Linked DNA regions of Mus musculus: all the other regions are linked to region 1. The links are chromatin contacts, called in public HiChIP or PLAC-seq and capture Hi-C maps. All regions are on one chromosome and are shown on one strand. The core of a region is the stretch at or near the end of the contact, and the rest is flanking DNA. Distances in the headings are between cores, read along the strand shown.

Region 1 (3,384 bases), core at 101-2,600:
AGCAATAAGTGAGGCTCCTAGGAGCAGTTAGTGACAAGAAGAACAGCAGTAGACAAGGGTTAGTCAGTGAGTTCCTGTACTTTATGCCAACTGTGTCTCCTCCCATGCTCCTCGTTTCTCAGAAGGTTTTTGCTTTAATCAGATAGAAGCAGCTCCAGCAAGGGATCCCATGATTCTCAGTTACCTTCAATTCAGAACAATCCGTTTATCAGAGTAGAGACTCTTGGGGTAGGATATTTTGATCCCTTTTAATGTTTAGAGAGGAAAATGTACAGATAAGAATATTAATCCTGTGATTCTGCCTGTAACAGACAAGAGGCCATTAGGCATGTCCCTTGACATACCTAGAACTTAATTTCATATTCTAGAAAGTAAGACCTGTAAGCATTTATGTTAGTCTAAAGTTACTGTTCATGAGGTAGGAAAGACTATCTTGGATTTGCTCTTCTCGTTTAAGGCCATATAGAGTTAGGGTTACCTGGGCCATGTGAGATTTCTGCCACACAAACATCAAAGACCCTACTTTTTGATACTACCTAGATTGGCTCACCAATCCTGAGTGACTGAAGGGACTTTATTGGAGGGAGATCTTGTGAGAGAGGTCTTACTGCGTGGAGAAGGACCTGAGAAATATCTATTACTACTTCAAAATCTGGTCATCCTTTATAGTTTTCTATCTAAAACTTCCCAGTGAACCTATCACAATTTCTTTTTAGCCTGAGTTGCAGATGGCCCAGGATAACTAGAGACAAATCACAATTCTTTTATTATTATATAAGTAGGGACAGCACTGACTTTGAAGCCAGCCAGAGCTGAGAATTCAATTATCTGACTTGTGTCATTTAAAAGATTTCTAGATGGAAGTTAACCTTTCCTGACCTCAGAGTTCTCATCCACAAAGTAGCAATACCTAGGTACCTACCTTAAATTTATACCATGTCAATTGAGCTGCCAGACAGAAGAGCCTCTCATAATGAGAACAAGGGCATCTGTCTCTGTTTACGCTTGTGTTTTATTGTGGATACTGTGGATATGCTTTGTATGGTAAAATATCACACAGGCTTAAAGGCCTGGAGTCTGGTTTGCTGTGCTAGGCCCTGGGCCTCTGCACCTTGCTCATGCCAGATAAAGAACCTTAGCTAGAGCTCGAGTCTTAGTCACTGTTGTGTCACTGTGAGGAGACACTATTACCAAAGCATTACATTTGGGGGCTTAAGTACAGTTTTAGAGGGTTAGTTCATGATCATCACGGCAGGAAGCAAGCAGGCATGGTGCTGGAGCAGTAGCTGAGAGCTTTATATCCTGATCAGCAGGCAGAGAGGGGGTGTGGAGGAAGGAGATTGGTCTTGGGCTTTTGAAACCTTGACGCCCATTTCCAGTGACACACTTCCTCCAGCAAGGCCACTCCTAGTCCTTCCCATCCTGCTCATCATCTGGATGCAAATGTATGTGCCTAGGGGCCATTTTCATTCAAACCACTACTGCTGTCTTGCAGGTTTTTCCTTAAACATCTTTTTGTGTTTTACAGGAATCTGAATTTTTGTGTCTGGAATTTGATGAAGTTAAAGTCAAGCAAATCCTGAAGAAGCTGTCAGAGGTAGAAGAGAGTATCAACAGGCTGATGCAGGCAGCCTAACTGAAGAGAGTATCAATAGGCTGATGCAGGCAGCCTAACTGAAGGCTGGAGGAAGGGGCGTTTGAAGTGAAGCTGCTCACAGACTTTCTCCACTGACCCTTTGAAAGTCCTGTTTGCCCACTGGTGTTACCAAAAGACATTGTATACATGCATGAAAGTCTTCAAGAATAAATAAAAATATATTTTAAAAAGTGGGTAAAAAAGAGAAACCTCTCAAAGTCCAATCTTGCTTGTCTCTGCTTGTTGGGTTCTTTATTTTCCCATCTGTTCCACTGGAGAGGGTCTCATATTTTAGCATGCATAAAGATTATGAGGGACATTTATAAAAACATACTGAAATTTGCCAAGTGGTGGTACACACACTTTTATTAATCCCAGCACTTGGGAGGCAGATGCAGGCAGATCTCTGAGTTCCAGTTCAGTCAGGTTTACCTAAAGTAACCCTGTCTCAAATAAGTAAAAACAAACAAAAAGTGAAATTAAACAGGAGGCTGGAGGGTAAGCACTCATTTAGTGTGCAAGGAGGTGAGGCAGGTTCACCTCAGAGCCTCAGGGTCAACAGAATTGACACTTTAGAATTCTTTCCAGCTGTTGTTTGTTCTTGGGAGAGCTGTTAGTCATCCACACAGGACACATTGTGTATCATATAATATTCTGGATATTCACCCTCAGAAAGTGAGGAAGGCATTACAGTCGTGTAGATAGTGCTCACCAGTGTGTGCTCTAAGCTGCAGTGTAGTAGAACCTGCCTACCTGAACAAGATTAAACTGGAATCTAGTGAGATTCTCCTGGGACCAGCTGATGGAGTTGAATAGGTGTGGTATAAATCTAGAGGTTGGGTTTAATCAGACTAGGGATACTCAAGCTTTTTAAAAATTACATTCTTAGTTTGTATGTGTATGTATGTATGTGGGATAGAACACACATGCTACAGAATGCCTGTAGAAGGCAGAAGACAAGGAAATTTCATTCTCTCCTTCCATAATGTGGGTTCTAGGGCTTGAACTCTGATTGTCATACATGATGGCAGCAAGTGATTTTCTCACAGGGTGTGCACGCACGCACAAGAAAGAAACCCAACATCAACTTCTGGCCTCCACATGCATGTGCACCAGACCACAGATGTACGCAAGGACATGCAAATATGCATGTCTACCCAGAGTAAGAGAGAGGGACTAATGTAATGAAAACTGTTTGAGTAGAAGTATTTTAATGGACTTTCCTTTGTTGAGACACAATGCTTGGAGCATCACCAGTTGAGGAAACAGGTTCATCTTGGCTCACCAATTTGGAGGGTTCAGTCCATGGTCTCTTGGCTCCCTTGTTTTGAGCCTGAGAGGCAGAGCATCCTGGCAGAAAGCAGTGAAGCCTAATTACACACTTCCTGCAGCCAGGAAGCTCTGAGAGATTGGAAAGAAGCAGACTTGCAGCCTCCTCCATGGGTGTGTCCCTACTGACCTAAATTCTGTCCACTGGATCCCACCTCCCAGCAGCACCACAGGCAAATGACCAAACCTTTAACTCACAGCCTTTGGGGGCATATCCAGGACCACCACAGCACACTGCAAGGATCTTCCAGCCAAAGGCTTCAATCCTTGTTGAACGTGTTTGTCATCTGATCCTGAAGTGTGGGAAGCGTAGCTGCCTGTGTGTTACAATGCTGTTCTCTTGCCTGTGGTAACAGCACTCTGGCTCTCAGGAGTCTACCCTAGGTCTTCTGGAAGTTCTTCTTTCTAAATAAACGTGG
Region 2 (3,318 bases), core at 593-3,092, 160 kb after region 1:
AGGTGCTAATTGCAGAACCTTGCCAGAGCAAGTGTGCATTTAAAAAAGTACACGCAACATGTGTGTATCTGTATGTATGTGTACAATCAAGTGTGCGTGCGTGTGTGTGTGTGTGTGTGTGTGTGTGTGTGTGTGTGTGTGATTGGGCTAAAACTTAAGTGTCTGCAGGGCTACACCCTTCTGGAGGCTAGGGCATGTTCAGCCTCTGGACTCCCTTGAGTTTTGGCTGATCTAGGTCACTTCACACCTCATCACTAACTCCCCTTTTGTCCCCTCTTCTGTTCTGCACTTAAGGACTGTGGTGATTACTGTGAACCCATCTGGATAATCCAGGATAATCTCCTGTTGAAGGTCAGTTGATTAGCAGCCTTAATTCCCCTTTGCAGCACTATAACCCATTTACAGTTCTCAATTAGGACATAGGCACTCTGGGGCTGGGGCTACTGTTCTGCTGGTTGGGGACCTGAAGGAGACTGTGGTAGTAACCATGACATGTGGTACTGGGGGGTCATAGCCTAGGTGAGTCTCTCTTCCTGGTCAGAGCCAGTGAGGTGGCTCAGTGGGTAAAAGTGTTTGTGAGAGCCAGAAATTCACGGTGGAAGACAAGAACAGATTCCCAAAAGTTGTCCTCTGACCTCCACATGTGCACCATGGCTTGTCTGCCTGCACTCACAGACATGTGTCACACCATCACCACCATGACAACAGTCAGATCTCTGTGAGTTCAAGGCCAGCGTGGTCTACAGAGGGAAAGTAGCAAGTTTCAGGATATCCAGGGCTACAGAATAGAGAGACTCTGTCTTCAAGAAAATGAATTAAATTAATTAAAATGTTTAAAGTTATGTGTTTTCACCTTCCTAATTTTCTTTTTAAAAATTTATTTTATCCAGCTGGGCAATGTAGCACATGCCTTTAAACCCAGCACCTGAGAGGGAGAGGCAGCCAGATCTCTGAGTTTGAGGCTAGCCTGGTCAACAGAGTGAGTTCCAGGACAGCCTGTCTCAAAACAATAAAAAAACATAAATAAATAAACAAATAAATAAATATTATATATACACGCACTATGTATATATAATTATAATTTTATGTATATGAGTGTTTTTTCACATGCATGTCTGTGTACCCTATGTGTGCTTGGTGTCCATAGAGGCCAGAAGAGGGTATTTGATTTTTTGGATCTAGAATTATGAATAGTTGTAAGCTGTCATGTAGATGCTGGGAATTGAACCTGGTTCCTCTAGGAGAGTAGCCAGTGTTCTTAACTGCTGAACATTTCTCCAGCTGAAGTTCACTTAAATATTCAAAGAAAACAGCCTTTCCCAAGGTCAGAAGTTTCAACCTTTCCTAGATATCTCCAAGGAATCCTGGCGCCCATCTACCATCATTGCTATATGGTTTGAATATATCCTCAAGAAAGCATATGTCGGAAACTTAATTCCTTGATAATGGAAATTGATGAACATGGATTTAAAAGGCTATGGGGCTTCCAACTCAGTCTTCTAGTTGGTGCTGATCTCTCTCCCCCACACTCTTGTTGGGTGGTGTAATTGCCATGCCATGACACAGAAGAAAGGTCCTGACTAGAGATGGCCTTTCATCTTGGACTTCTGTGGACTTTCAGCCTCAGGATCAAAAGCCAAATAGATTTCTCTTGATTATAAATAAGCCAGTCTTTGGTTTTGCTAAGACCAGGAAGAAAGGTTGGGGAGCCAGCTCAGAGAAGAGCACCTGAGTGTGAGGGCCTGATTTGAATTCTATAGCACATGAATAGGAGGCTGGGTGTGATCAGAGGTGGGGGTGGGGGATGGGGAGGCACATGCTTTTAACCTAGTGCCTGGAGGCAGAGATCAGTGGATCTCTCAGAGTTTAAGGCAAATCTTACTTATTTACATAAGTAAGGACAAACAGTGCTACTTAGTGAGACCAAGTCTTTCTATAAACAAACAAAAGCAAACAAGCCAAAAATGGCTCTGTGTATCTTTAATCCCAGTGTTAGGCAGCAGGATGGATGTGGGTGCACATCTAGGGTGACTCCTGAGAACTCACTGGCCAGCAGCCTACCAAAAAAGGCAGTCCTCTAGGTTAGTGGGAAACCCTGAGTGACATTTGAGTCTACACAGCAAACCTTGCCAGCCCTGGCTCACTGCAGCGTCCGGGCATCTGGGCATTCGGGCGTCCAGGCTCCTCCATGGCCCGCCTCTCCAAGCCCATCTCTGTTTCCCTGAGGTGCTGCTGACTGAAGCTTTAGCCTCTTGGTTCTTTTGTATCCCATGAGCTCCTGCATGTTTTTCATTATTAACTTTTATTAGGACCTGTTAAGGAAAATCGAGAAAGAACTCCCAAGACTGAGAGGAACCTTAAGGAAGGAGCACTCTTCTTCCATAGAACTCAAGCTGGCCTTGAACATGGGATCCTTGTGTCTCAGGGTCCTGAAAGTGGGATTGTAGACCTAAATCACATTAAGCTTGAGTGTGTGTGTGTGTGTGTGTGTGTGTGTGTGTGTAGTGATCAGTGTCTGGGTGAGTGACCTGTAACTGAGCCCTAACTACTCTGGAGGCTAAGGCAAGAGGATGGGCTTGAGTTTAGGAGTTCAAGGACAATCTGAATTAATAGGCTATATATATGTGTGTGTGTGTATTAATATATTATTATACACTATACATTATAGATTAGTATATATTACAAAATATAGTGTTATTTTATATATTATAAAGTATAATAATATATTCACACACATACACACACACACATATATGAGGGAGGGGAATGGGTGGTTGTGATCCCAGTACTGGGGAGACAGAGGCAGGTAGATCTCTGTGAGTTTGGGGTCAGCCTGTTTTACTTAGTGAGTTCCAGGACAGCCAGGGATATACAGAAAGGCTATTTTAAAACCACAATTCTAACTAACTAAACCAACTCCCCCCGCCCCCAAATTATATATATGTATATGTGTGTGTGTGCTCATGCGTGGGCGCATGTGGAGGTTAGAGGCCAACCTCAGCTGTCTCTCCTCAGGTGACATCCATTTTTTGCTGTTGGTGTTTGTTGTAGAGCCTCTCACTAGCTCAAAACTTGTCAAATTGGCTCAGCTGGCTATCTCCACCTGTCTCTGCATCACCCAGGGCTGGGATTACAAGTGTATACCACCATGCCTGACTTAATTTTTTGTTTGTTTGTTGTTTGTTTAATCTAGAAACTTTTGGCTTGTTCCTTTTTTCCCCCTGTCATTTTTCTAGGGGTCGAACCCGGCTGAGGACATAGACAAGTACAGAGACTGGTTTTACCCTTTTCCTTCCTTATGTCCACTGATATTTCCCT
Region 3 (3,247 bases), core at 720-3,219, 250 kb after region 1:
TATTGCCTCTCTAACAAACCTTTTTTTTCTTTTTCTCCCCCTCCTGCCCCCTGGTATTTTTGAGAAAGGATCTCATATAACCTGACATTAAAATAATTATGTAGCTGAGGTTGGTCTTGAACTCCTAATCTTCCCACTGGAATTACAGGTATGTACCACACAACCAGCTCCCCAATAGGTCTTTTTTCTCAGTTGTTCCTCAATTTAGTTTCTCTCTCTCTCTCTCTCTCTCTCTCTCTCTCTCTCTCTCTCTCTCTCTCTCTCTCTCTCTCTCTCCATATACATATATATGTACACACACACATATATGTGTGTGTGTGTGTGTGTGAGCAAGCATGTGTGCCTGCACATATCCTTGGAAGCTCGAAGAGGAGGGCTCTGGATCCCCTGAAGCCAAAGCTGTCAGTTGGGTGCTGAGAACTGAGCCCAGGTGCACTGTAAGAGTGGTAAGTGCTCTTGATTGTGGAGCCATCTCTCCATTTAGTTTTAGCAACTCAGAGATGCTACATTGTATCTGTGTGCTATGTGTGCAGCTTCCCTTTCTATACACCTTGAGTGTTTTAGCCCCTTCAAAAGCCAAATTTGACTCCTTGGAAGCGTTATCTCTTTATGGAGAACATGTGGCTTGGAATATTCTTCTTTTTTTTCTTTTTCTTTCTTTTTTTTTTTTCTGACACAGGGTTTCTCTGTGTAGCCCTGGCTATCCTGGAACTCATGCTGTAGACCAGGCTGGCCTCAAACTCAGAAATCTGCCTGCCTCTGACTCCCAAGTGCTGGGATTAAAGGCATGTGCCACCACTGCCCAGCTTAGAATATTCTTTATTTGTGTATTCCTGATATTAATCTATAGGGTCAAGGCATAATTTACATTTTAGAATGAACTGTTTGACAGGCCATTCCTTTCAAAGTTTGGAAACGATTCATAGAAATGTATAGATTTAATCAAACAAGAATTTGTTTTCTTGGCTCCTCTCTGGCCACCCTCTAAAATGCACCAACATTTGACCTTCTAGTTCCTGTTCACTGCTTCTCCAGAACTTTGCCCAGGTTGTTCCCCTCTCTGGCCAACCATGGTAGTGATTAACTCAAACACATGAGCCCCACCCCAGCTCACTCCACCCCCTATAGATTCTTCGCAGTTTCTGCTTTGGCCTCTAAGCCTGTCCCAGCCTCAAAGAGCACTTTAGAGACAGAATGGGTGGCTACCTTACATACGTGAAAGTTTCATTGGTGCATGGCAGTGAACCCCATGGTCTCACATATTACTTGCTAAGTCGCTAACATAATTACGGTCAGTTCTAAAAGGGGACATAGTGTGCTACATTCTCCGAGGAACATAGGATGTGGAATAAAATCACAACAAAACAAAAATAAACCAGCTACTTGGAAATTTAAAAGCACTCATTGAATCAACAAGTGATCTGGGAGGGAAATCCAGAGCAGAGAAGTTTACTCAGAAAATAACGATGGTTAGAACACACTGCCATGGCCTCCGGAACGTCCGCGTGAATAGCGACCACAGTGGACTGGACATGTAACCCCACCTCCTACAAAGTGAGCATTCATCAAGGGATGGAACATTTAGATCAAGTCAACCTTCCCCACGCCATACTCAAGGCAGCCGCAGCAACCACTGCACTGCCTGGGCTGGACTTCTGCTTCTACATTATTCTGCATATCTCAACTTCACTGCCTCTCACTGTTTTGGGGAGCTGTAGGGGTGGCTGGGGGTGGGACCGTGAAAGGTAGCTTGGTTCCCCCGTTGAGCTAAGGCTTGAAACCCCGGAGACCCTGAAGGGCCGATAGGTGCTTCACCTGTTCCAGGCACCAGGCCCCTGTCACTAGCCTCAACTCTCCCATAGATTTGTGGCCATCAGACATGCAAGGGCAACACCCCAAGCCCCTCCATATGTAGAGGGTGTGACCTGTGGTCACATGGGCTTAAGACAGATCTCCATACTAATGAGATAACTACCTGGAGGCATTAGCCAGATAAGCTTCCCTTCCCAGACACTCCTCCCTGCAAAAGGTATTGAACCTCAGGCCCGCCCTGAGAAGTGGGGTTTGGTTTTATTCACCCACTTTCCACCATGACAATAAATATCTTAAAAACATGGACTGTCCCTTTTCACTGGGATCTGCCATGGGGACCCATGGAGACCTTTGTCTATAGAGCTACAGTCTAACCTCCTGTAGAAGGTCTCTCTGTGCTCCCAGCCACGGCCACCATCCCCACCCCACTTCTTCCCCTGTCCCCAGGGCTAGATCCAGCCTGCAGGCCTCCACTCAGTCCTCAGCTCTTCCAAGGCTCCCAGCGGCCCCTGGATGTCCGAGAGTCTGAGAACCAGACCGCCCGGCCTAGTCAAAGGCCTAGGGAACCCCAGACCAGATCCAGCTGTCCCGCACCTCAGGTTGTGCTTCCCTGCCCCCCGGAATGGTGTTCGGGGCTTCCTTACAGCCTGACACCCGCCTGATGACAGGGCGGGGTAAGCGTGGTCAACTCTCTGCGTCCTGCCTTCCCGAGTGGCAGAGCCCTGTAGCAGAGCAGATGCGGGACCCATAACCTTACAGTTGGGGGGATGGAGGTTGTTCCTGGCTGATTTTTCTTAGTCTGCTCTAACATGTAGGCAAAGATGGGGTTGAACAATGGACATTTATTTCTCCCTGGTTTTTACAGGGTGTGAAGACCAATGTTAAGGTGCTGGCTGATGTGGGAATTTGTGTAGAGTCCCACCTCCTGGCTTGGGGGTTTGTGTAGGGCCTCACTTTCTGACTTGTGAGGTTTGTATAGGGTCTCACTTCCTGGCTTGTGGGGTTGTGGAGGATCCCACTTCCTGGCTTGTGGGGTTGTTGAGGGTTCCACTTCCTGGCTTGTGGGGTTGTGGAGGATCCCACTTTCTGGCTTTGTGGGGTTGTGGAGGGTCCTTCTTCCTGGCTTATCAACAGCTACTTTCTTGCTATGCATGTTTATGTGGCACGCTCATAAAGAAAGATCTCTTTCTTTTCCTCTTAATAATGCCACCAAACCCAACATGAGAATCCTACCCATGTGTCCCCAAGTAAACCCAGTTTCCTCTAAAAGGCCCCATCTCCAAATGGCATCACATGAGGATTAGGGAGGGCTTCCATAGGAAGGTGGTAGGCGGCAGGAGGCATCGAGCCACAGCGTTAGCTTACTGACCTGTGGGGGGAGGGGCTGCTCAGTTACCTCTTATAGTCAGGCGGTTTCTAATTTTGTGCAGGATGG

Evidence for each region. HiChIP or PLAC-seq counts read pairs in DNA pulled down with a chosen protein or histone mark. Capture Hi-C pulls out chosen DNA fragments and counts their contacts.
Region 2: an H3K27ac HiChIP or PLAC-seq map of embryonic stem cells shows a contact between it and region 1, with 5 read pairs. The contact joins two enhancer-like sites. A contact is called at or near these places in 2 of 484 Hi-C or Micro-C datasets (bone marrow-derived macrophages and nephron progenitors), 3 of 115 datasets of contacts at active chromatin or transcription factors (all in embryonic stem cells) and 1 of 9 other capture datasets (embryonic stem cells).
Region 3: a capture Hi-C map of embryonic stem cells shows a contact between it and region 1, with 3 times the contacts expected there. The contact joins two enhancer-like sites. A contact is called at or near these places in 1 of 15 datasets of contacts at CTCF or cohesin (the NIH/3T3 cell line), 1 of 484 Hi-C or Micro-C datasets (bone marrow-derived macrophages), 9 of 115 datasets of contacts at active chromatin or transcription factors (acute myeloid leukemia, a beta-TC-6 cell line, craniofacial prominence and 4 more) and 1 of 9 other capture datasets (embryonic stem cells).

What each region holds. Positions count from the first base shown.
Region 1 is chr11:22,898,202-22,901,585 of GRCm38.p6, reverse strand. Commd1 (COMM domain containing 1) reads left to right here. Exons shown (of 3, transcript NM_144514.2): 3 at 1,529-1,858. The coding sequence ends at 1,636. Among named protein-coding and RNA genes, the nearest start is that of Gm24917, 31 kb to the right of the region's middle. Within about 2 kb of position 1,350, at least 7 of the 459 cell types and tissues checked have an H3K27ac peak or open chromatin away from gene starts, as enhancers often do. A contact at or near this core is called in embryonic stem cells, where this site is marked.
Region 2 is chr11:22,742,560-22,745,877 of GRCm38.p6, reverse strand. No RefSeq gene overlaps it. Among named protein-coding and RNA genes, the nearest start is that of Gm40816, 90 kb to the right of the region's middle. Within about 2 kb of position 1,842, at least 9 of the 459 cell types and tissues checked have an H3K27ac peak or open chromatin away from gene starts, as enhancers often do. A contact at or near this core is called in embryonic stem cells, where this site is marked.
Region 3 is chr11:22,646,328-22,649,574 of GRCm38.p6, reverse strand. No RefSeq gene overlaps it. Among named protein-coding and RNA genes, the nearest start is that of Gm40816, 6.1 kb to the left of the region's middle. Within about 2 kb of position 1,969, at least 17 of the 459 cell types and tissues checked have an H3K27ac peak or open chromatin away from gene starts, as enhancers often do. A contact at or near this core is called in embryonic stem cells, where this site is marked.